Regions from separate parts of the Mus musculus genome. Here region 2 is linked to region 1. The links are chromatin contacts, called in public Hi-C maps. All regions are on one chromosome and are shown on one strand. The core of a region is the stretch at or near the end of the contact, and the rest is flanking DNA. Distances in the headings are between cores, read along the strand shown.

Region 1 (4,361 bases), core at 1,212-3,711:
TGCTCAAGAGCTTCTGGACCAAAACCACCTGTCTAAATCCACTCAGAATCCTACAGGGGAAACCCACTCCTTGTCTAGCATGCTCTAGCCCACTCTGAAAACACCAGCACCACTCAGCATGCCTCACTGACTGCAGTAATAATGCTCGCGGTAGTTTTCTACCACCACTCTGTTCTTTTCTTTCCTTGCTTCCTCTTTTCTCCAGTACACATGCTTTGCTATGAAGACTTAAGTTGGTCTTATGAATTTCAAGTAACTATTATAGTCTTCATGCTTGGGTCTGTAAAAAAGACAGGCTTCAGTTGAATAGTCACTTTAGTTGTTTTAATCCTCAATGCAGTCAGAAGGAGGACTGGGAATACAGTATTCCTGTGCCCCCCTGTGATTAAAAACTTGCCAAGGTGTGTAGATTTTCATACCAATGCGGCTCCAAACCCAGAAGCACTCGCCTGTTCTGAAGCACACACTGCCCTCCAGTGGAACTCCTTGGAAGGACACACCTGATCTGCCATGACGAGTGTTTCCAGTTATTTTTCCCCATCAAGCATGCTTTGAACAATGTCAAATTTTAATTCAAAATGATTTTATTTGACTAAAGAATATTTTTCAAGTCAAATCTAGTAGTGAAGGCTTTTAATTCCAGCTATCTGGGATGTAAAGGTGTGAGGACCTCAAGTTCAAGGCCAGCCTGAGAAAAACAGTGAGACCCTGTCAATGACTAAGTAAACATAAGAATCAGGCCATAGCTCAGCGATATGCCCCAATTCTTGCCTGGCATTTGGAAAGCTGGAAAATTTAAACCTGATGCTTAACAAACCCTACAACTAAAACTAGGCTGAAGCAAAAATAAAACTTACTTTGGAGCGTTTAAGAATTTGTTCTGTGAAGAGAGCAAACACAGTCACCCTGACAAGCTACTTCATCCAGTGCAACCCTTACTTAACACCAGTATATCCTTTTTTTGGTTTTCAACCACGGAAAGGATGATGGTAAAGGCAACTATAATCTCTATATATCTATATATAATACTGGTTAATATTATGTAAAGCTGTATTTTATGTAATTTATGGTTTTGCTACAGAGTGACTTTAGAGAATTCTCTAATATGATAGAGCAAGAGTAAATTATTAGAAAACTATTAAATAATATTAAATTATATTCATAGACACACTGGTAGAAGATGCCACAAAGCCACACAGCAACTGGGCATCAAGGTGTCTGAATTTCTGTAGATGCTAGCTGGCTGCTCTGAAATGCATGTAGCCACATCTGCACTTGGGGCTCATAATGTGTGCTTGTGCAGAGTGTCACATTAACATCTTGCTTGGCATATGCCCTTTTAGATGAAAGACACTGCTAAGATTAAAGCTGACCTGCTGTATTGGGCAAAGGGCAGCCTGGATGCAGGGACACTCTTCTTCTGTCCACTGTCTGTGACTTTAGAAGTCCTCAGGGCAGGATCAGAGAATGGAGAACTAAGAACATACTTCAGATGTCTTAGAAACCAATAAAACTGTTGCTTGACCTCTTCTTTCTTAAGTTGCCAAAGCCATGGGGAAAGCTCTTTTCCTTCCTCCCTCTGTCCCTCTCTTATTCTCTCTTCTTCCAGCATTACCACCACCACCACCACTTCTTCCTATACCTCCTCCTTCTCCTTCTCCTTCTCCTTCTCCATCTTGTTATTCTTTTGTCTTAGCTTCATCTACTCAGAATCACTTGTTAGAAGAACTTGAGGTAACTTTTTTTAAAAGGGAAAAGGATGGACAGATTTTACTTAGAGTGTCTTGTTCATCCCTATTTTTTCAAGCCTGAAATTTACAAAATAGAAGTTGTTCAACTGCTGCTGCTTACATAAATCTCAGGAAAAGCCAAGTATCAGACAGAAAGGTTAAAAGAGAAAAAAGAAAAAGAAATGAAAATAAAATCTACTTTTGGTCTGCTTTCGTGTTTTAAACACATATTTCAGGCCTCAGGTTCCAACACGCCAGGTCACGACTGTACTCCGTTTTGCATGGTTCCTTGTTTTATAACCTAACATTATGTTTCATCCCTTCCTGTTTTGCTTGTGCTCTGCTTCATTTATTATCCCTTCTTTCTTCATTTGAAATCCTTGTTTACTATGTTAGAGTTCCGTGGGGCGTGGAACTTACAGTATCAGTAACTCCCAAAGCCCAGAGAATATATAAACATAATAAAATGCCTGGACTTTGACTCTGGAAGAGAAACATGTGATCAACTACAACTTCCCTAAAGATAACTGCTCTGAAGTTTAGTTCACAGAAATTTAATGTTCCATAATATAAATGGCTCACCTGTTGCTTTTGATGAGTTCTAGCCCACTCTTCCTGGATGTGGACTCCTGGGAAGAGGGTCTTTGAGATAGCAGATGGCTCAGCCCAGAGGTGAGGTCATTGAAAGAACATGGTAACACTTTGTACTTGGAAGACTGCCTGACTATTTGTGCCTCAGAGCCTTGGATTCTGGTCCTTGCTTAGACCTTTGCACCTTGGCAAGCCCAATTTATCTTTCAGTCTTGAACTGAGTGCCACTGTCGTGGTAGCAATTCTGAGTGTCCGTCTATGGATTGGCCTATGGGTACAGTAACTATGCACAACAGCACCATAACTTGCTCTAGCTTGGAAATAAAAATGTTTATGAGGGAAAAGATGGCAACAAACATCTCTCTTAATACTGAATAAAGTAAGGAGAGGCCAGGTGCCTGGCTTCAGTGGTTCTTAGCAATGATCTTAACTACTGTCAGGTACCGATACCATCCATGCGCTTTAGCTATGCAACTTGATTTGAGCACTATATGAGAGAAGAGTGGAATCACAACTTTGATACCATACTGCCAAGAAAACGTGTATATAACCACAAGAAAATTATTTGAATATCTTCATGCATCTATAAGAGAAAATGTAAATGTAAAAACCAGTATCAATAATAAAATCTCTACTTGGCTTTTATGGAGGGTCCCAGGTAGCTTTTAGGGAATATTTTAAGTTGGGAGAGCCTTTTAAAAATTCAAGGCATTGCCATATTCCAATTTTTGGTCATGGCATTATATATTATATATGCAAAATGAAAAGGGATTAAGCAAAAATCACGCAGTGAGCTGAGGAAAATCCAAAGCATAAAAATCCCACATTGGACACAAAACAGCATGTAGGCATGTAATACAGATTTGTAGTTGCAGGCAGATGCATACCAGTCCTTATCTTTGAGGACAAGCAAAAGTGTGTCCTGCCTAGTTCAGAGACTCTGTACCTGACTTGCAGGAACAGCCAATAGGTGACCCCATGGACCCAGCACTGCAGAGAATGCAGGGAACACAAGTCAGCTGTGCAGGGCCATTTCCCCAGTATCACTTCAGATGAAGATGAAGAACTCTCAGCTCTGCCTTCATCATGCCTACCAGGATAGGAGGATAGGCTATACTCACACAGAATCTGAGAACTCATCTTCAATGACCTCTGTCTTAGGGCTTCCATTGCTTTGAAGAGACACCAGGACCAGTTCTCTTAGAAAAGAGAATATTTAATTGAGGCTGAATTATAGGTTCAGAAGTTCAGTCTATTATTATCAAGACAGGAAGATGGCAGCTTCCAGGCAGGCATGGCACTGGAGGAGCTAAGAGTTCTACATCTTCATCCAAAGGACTATCTTCCAAGAAGCTAGGAGGAGGGTCTTAAAGCCCACTCCTACAGTGACACATTGTTAGTAAGGACACACCTCCTGTCATAGAGTTTCATCACTGTGAACAGACACCATAACCAAGGCAAGTCTTAGAAAGTACATTTACTAGGGACTGGATTACAGATCCAGAGGTGCAGTCCATTATTATTAAAGTGGGAATATGGCAGTATCCTGGTAGGCATGATGAAGGCAGAGCTGAGAGTTCTTCATCTTCATCTGAAGGCTGCTAGTAGAAAACTCCCTTCCAGGCAGCTAGGATGAGGGCCTTAAATCCCACACCCACATCCAACAAGGCCATACCTACTCTCATGTCTTCTAATAGTGCCACTCCCTGGGCAAGCATATTCAAACCACAACATTCCACTCTCTGGCCCCCATAGGCTTGTACAAACACATAAACCTGTGGGGGTCATATCTAGCTATAGTATAATAAAAAAAAGTACATTTAGTCCAACTTCCAAAGTCCCCATAGTCTATAGCAGTCTCAACAATGTTAAAAGTCCAAAGTTCAAAGTCTCTCCTGAGATCCATCCAGTCATTTAACTGTAATCCCTGAGTAAAGACAGGAAATCAGATGGTCAAACTCCAAATTCTGAATCACCATATGTCAAAGGAGTCTTCAGATCTCCAAATCCTTTTTCATCTTTGTTGACTGTAGCAAACTT
Region 2 (4,361 bases), core at 1,372-3,871, 530 kb before region 1:
GTGAAGAGAAACAGGGACTCAATATTGTCTCACAATAACATGAAGAAATGCATGTTAGACTTCATAAGGAGACACACTTGCCTAAGCCAGGGCATTACTGTAATAATTCATAGACACAGACATCACATGGAGTAGAACCAGCATCTACCAGGCACACTCCAGATGGTCCTTCTTAGTAGGCAATAACACATTTTAGAAGTAAAATCAAACCAACTAAACACACATACTCTCAGAAGACAAGTAGATCCATCTTTATAAACTATATAGACAGGTCAGATAGAGAGACAGCAACACTTTCTTCCTGGGCAGAATACTAACAGATGGCAGCTGTCAACTTCTAGAAAACATGTGTCAGAAGTGACCTAGTGAACTCTATTCAAATCTATCTAGATAGAGCATCCTATTTGCCTCCAGTAACTGTTCCTTGGTAAAGGACAGAAAGCAGGATAAGATCCCTATATCATTTCTGAAGTAGAATCTTTTCACTTTTTTACTACACCTTATACCCAACTCCATTCCCTCTGGTTAAGTAAGGGGCGGGGGAGGACTGGAAATGACACATCAAACAGTGACTGTAGTAGTACTAAGACTAAAAAAGTAGAAACGACCGATAAGTAAAAACGTAAAGGCAAGTCTCATGAGCTATGTCTGAAGGCAAGCAAGCTTCAGGAACTCTGCTCATTAGCGTTTCTGTCCAGGCTGGGCCCAGATAGAACTTTGGTATCAGCTACCTCATTCCTAGGAAACTGTCAGCTGATACACATCACCAATTGGGACATAAGTGATGGCAAATATCAATTGAAATTACTGTACAGTGAAGAAATATAACACTAAGAAATACTGCCTAGTGATAAGAAAACTAGTTAAATTTAATCATGTAAAGTTTAAAAGATAGACTGATAGCTGTTTTCTCCATATTTCATAATTTAGGGTATGCTAGATCAATATCAGATGGACTAATATTTACCATGCACTGATTATGGTGTGGTGGTGGAACGGCTCTGTATACTAAGGGCTTCATGTCAGTAATTTTTTCAAGGTGAGTCTTATCTTTATTTCACAGTAGAGAAATCTGGGGTTTTCAGTCGGAGATGCTCAAAATAGTAAAATGCTTATTTTAGCATGGTGGGAAGGTCTGGGATTACGCCCAAATCTTACTTGTACGTCTTGGTGGGAAAGGTTTTATGAATAAATGCCTAATGCTCTCCTGTTGTTTCATGTTGGTCTGTAAGCTCTGTGAGGGCAGGGCTATGGCTGCTTTCCACCAGCAGAATGAGTCAGTACTAATGACTGAGTGACAGCAAGCAGAAGGGCAGGAGTGAACACAGTCTGTACTTTCCCACATTGCCAGACTGCGAGGACACACGAACATCGCTAAATGCAAACCTTATGGTCTATCATTTCTCAGCTGTGACAGTATTAACATCACATTCTTTGATTGTTCAACAAAAATTTCTGGAGAAGAAATAAGGTCAGTGTCATGATCATTTAGGAAATACTCGAAATGCCACACTTTCCTCCCATTTGCCAGCTCCTGCGAGAAAGAACCTGCTTAACTTTTTTTTCCCAACAAAGCTGTCATTGAGACAGAACTCAGGCCAGCGCAAGAAGAGCTGATCCAGCAGGCTTCTTCTATTTGGTCTGCTTCAGATCCTTGCTCTCAAAATGGGCTCCAGACGTTGCTACGTTTTCTTGTGCCCCTTGAGAAGCAGGCACAGGAAAATAAAGGAGGCTCATTTAGCCCTGAAGAGGAAAGGGAGTGTGATATTTGATTTAAAATTTGGATTCTGATGAGGGAGAAGGCTGAGTCTTAACCGAGGCCTAGTGGTGGGTCTTCTGGTACCTGCTCCCAATACACCAACGTCACTATTCCTTCAGATGGCTGGTAGTTGGGTGACTATCTCTTGCAAATGGTTGAATGAACTAAAAACCCAATAACACTGGCACTGATTTACATCTAAACATCATTTGCTTACACTCCCTCTAAACCTTCTGTGCCTATTCAAACAGGAAGGAGACCCCAAGATTAATGAAAGAGATGCTATAGATGAAGAACACTTAGTGCCATAGACATTAATAGAATTGAGATGCTAAAGAAAAAGTAATGTGGGAAGATGGTAAGTTCAAAGGAGTCAGAGCAGTTGTATTTTTATTTTTAATATTTGCCTCAGAAAGGCCCCATGGGAAAAGTTAATTCTCTTCCCAAACCCAACTAACTGCTAATCAATTCCCCAGGCTCCTTTATATACTGCAGCAGTACTTGGTACCAACAGGGCAAACTAAACTGGGGTTATATCTGACGCACAGTTATATTTATGAGTTCATCTCTAGTTCCTCCATTTAGTACTAGATGGCAAAGTTATTTATCCTTCAGCAGTGGCTGTGAGTCAACAATGTGAAAGGAAATGTTAATTTGGGCCATCAGAAAGACAGGAGCAAGGAAGCCATCCTTTATGGACAGTATCAGCAGGGAAGCAAGGATGGCTTCAACTCTGTCTAAATAACTAATCTATGCAGTAGCTTCTGCTTGCACCATTTGGCACCTGTGGTACTTTTTCAAAGGTCTATTTATTACACACACACACACACACACACACACACACACACACACACACACACACAATCTCTCTCTCTCTCAGGCACAATGCCAGAACAGATATTAGATGTTCTCTAGTTCAGATACTCTATCTATGCTAACTTATCAAAAGTAAGGATAGTGGGGAAATTGGGAAAAGAATCACCAATATCAGATCTGCTGGGTTATTTTGTACACTCACATGAGTATCAATATATACAAAGATTTGTAATTCAACAAAATTCCAGTAGTTAGGTAGAAGTCAAGAGGTGGATTTGACCTATTAGGAAACAAAGTGGTGGAGATTAGTAACATTTTCTTATGGAAAATGTTCACTATAGACAGAAACATTCAGGACTAGAGTGGAAGAAGTAACTATCATTCATGTTGTCCAAGTAAAAGCATTTTCCTGGTTCCCCTCCAAACAGGATTTGCTTTTTGTTTCCCACAGGAGAGTTTCAGAAGCTTGCAGCCCAGGAAACTAGGCCAGATGACCCTAGACTCCTAGCAGAGCAAACTTCATCCTTAAGCTTGGCTTGAGGCCTAGCTTAGCTGGCAGAGGCCCAGCCTGGCACTATGCCACACCACACCACAGCAAGACCAGCATGACTCTTGTCTGCCTCCACCCAGGCTCATACCATTGAAAGGAACCTTGTTCTGCAAGTCTGCAGGTACCTAGGCTGTCATAGGTAAGCATTTGGTATTGTTTTACACGGTATACTCAAATTATGAGCTAAACTGGTAATTCCTGCTGTTTATGAATGAGAATAAAATTTGATCATGAGGACATGCTCATTATCATTAATTTTTGAGCCCAACAATTTGACGTGTAAAATGTGTACAACCTATTTCACAGAGTAATCATGCGAGTCATCCGAGGAACTACGTACACAGTACTAACATACACCTTGTACATAATGAGCATCCAATAAGTACTGAGTAATATTAGCACTATAGGTTGATTCATTAACATTTTAAAGAACTGAATAAGCCAGGCATTATAAAAAGTAAGAAAATACAAATTGAGCTGCCCAGCAGGAAAGGATCAAGTGGTGAAGAACAGACAACAGCAAACCTCAAGTGCAACACAGCCAGGGAGAGTAAAACTCAAGGTAAACAACAGAAAATCCCATGGTCCCCTGGAGCTCATCTGGCTCTGACTAAACACCATTTGGTTCTAAACTCCGAGGTGGGAAACTAGAAGCAGTCCAGGGATTACACCACAAACATTTTAAAGGTTGCGATGCCGGCCATATTAAGGAACATTAAAAGGAGCTGGGGTTAAGTGATTTGGAGAAAAATGGCTGAGGAGGTTCATGGAGGATTTCAGATCAGAGAAGAGCACTGTACAGTGAGAGTGAGTGGGTGGAGGACAGAGCTGGGAGGAGGAGAAGAATGAAGAGCCACTTGAGGATGGCAGAGATAATGTGGGGCTCTGATGAGGCTGAGAGAGAATTTTGTTCAGATTTAACCTTTGATAAACATAGATTGGGTTACCCCTAAGATATATGGAAATGACAATCCCTATAAGAAAGCTTGGGAACTCTAAAATACCTGGTACCATTAGAATGTGCATGGTCGGAGAGATTATGGATGTCGAAGTGTTTGTTATATGAACTGAGTGTGGGGGCTCGTGCAGTCCTCTCTTTCACGATGCTGAGGCCGGTAGGAGGTTTGCAAATTGAAAACCAGCCTGTTTGACATAGTAAATTTCAGGGTACCCTGGACTACAGGGTGAGATTCTTCAAAGCAACCCAGCCCACCCACCTTCTTAGCCAGTTATATA

The links. Hi-C and Micro-C count contacts between places; a contact is called where the count stands out from the background.
Region 2: a contact with region 1 is called in a Hi-C map of liver, with 5 times the contacts expected there. The contact joins two enhancer-like sites. A contact is called at or near these places in 9 of 39 promoter capture datasets (the 3T3-L1 cell line, the C10 cell line, the HPC-7 cell line and 6 more), 1 of 15 datasets of contacts at CTCF or cohesin (pro-B cells), 4 of 484 Hi-C or Micro-C datasets (cerebral cortex, cortical neurons and liver) and 5 of 115 datasets of contacts at active chromatin or transcription factors (the NIH/3T3 cell line, embryonic fibroblasts, embryonic stem cells and 2 more).

What each region holds. Positions count from the first base shown.
Region 1 is chr13:75,223,906-75,228,266 of GRCm38.p6, reverse strand. No RefSeq gene overlaps it. Among named protein-coding and RNA genes, the nearest start is that of Pcsk1, 140 kb to the right of the region's middle. Within about 2 kb of position 2,461, at least 14 of the 459 cell types and tissues checked have an H3K27ac peak or open chromatin away from gene starts, as enhancers often do. A contact at or near this core is called in liver, where this site is marked.
Region 2 is chr13:75,751,526-75,755,886 of GRCm38.p6, reverse strand. All of the region lies in intron 4 of Ell2 (elongation factor for RNA polymerase II 2), which reads right to left. Among named protein-coding and RNA genes, the nearest start is that of Ell2, 46 kb to the right of the region's middle. Within about 2 kb of position 2,621, at least 113 of the 459 cell types and tissues checked have an H3K27ac peak or open chromatin away from gene starts, as enhancers often do. A contact at or near this core is called in liver, where this site is marked.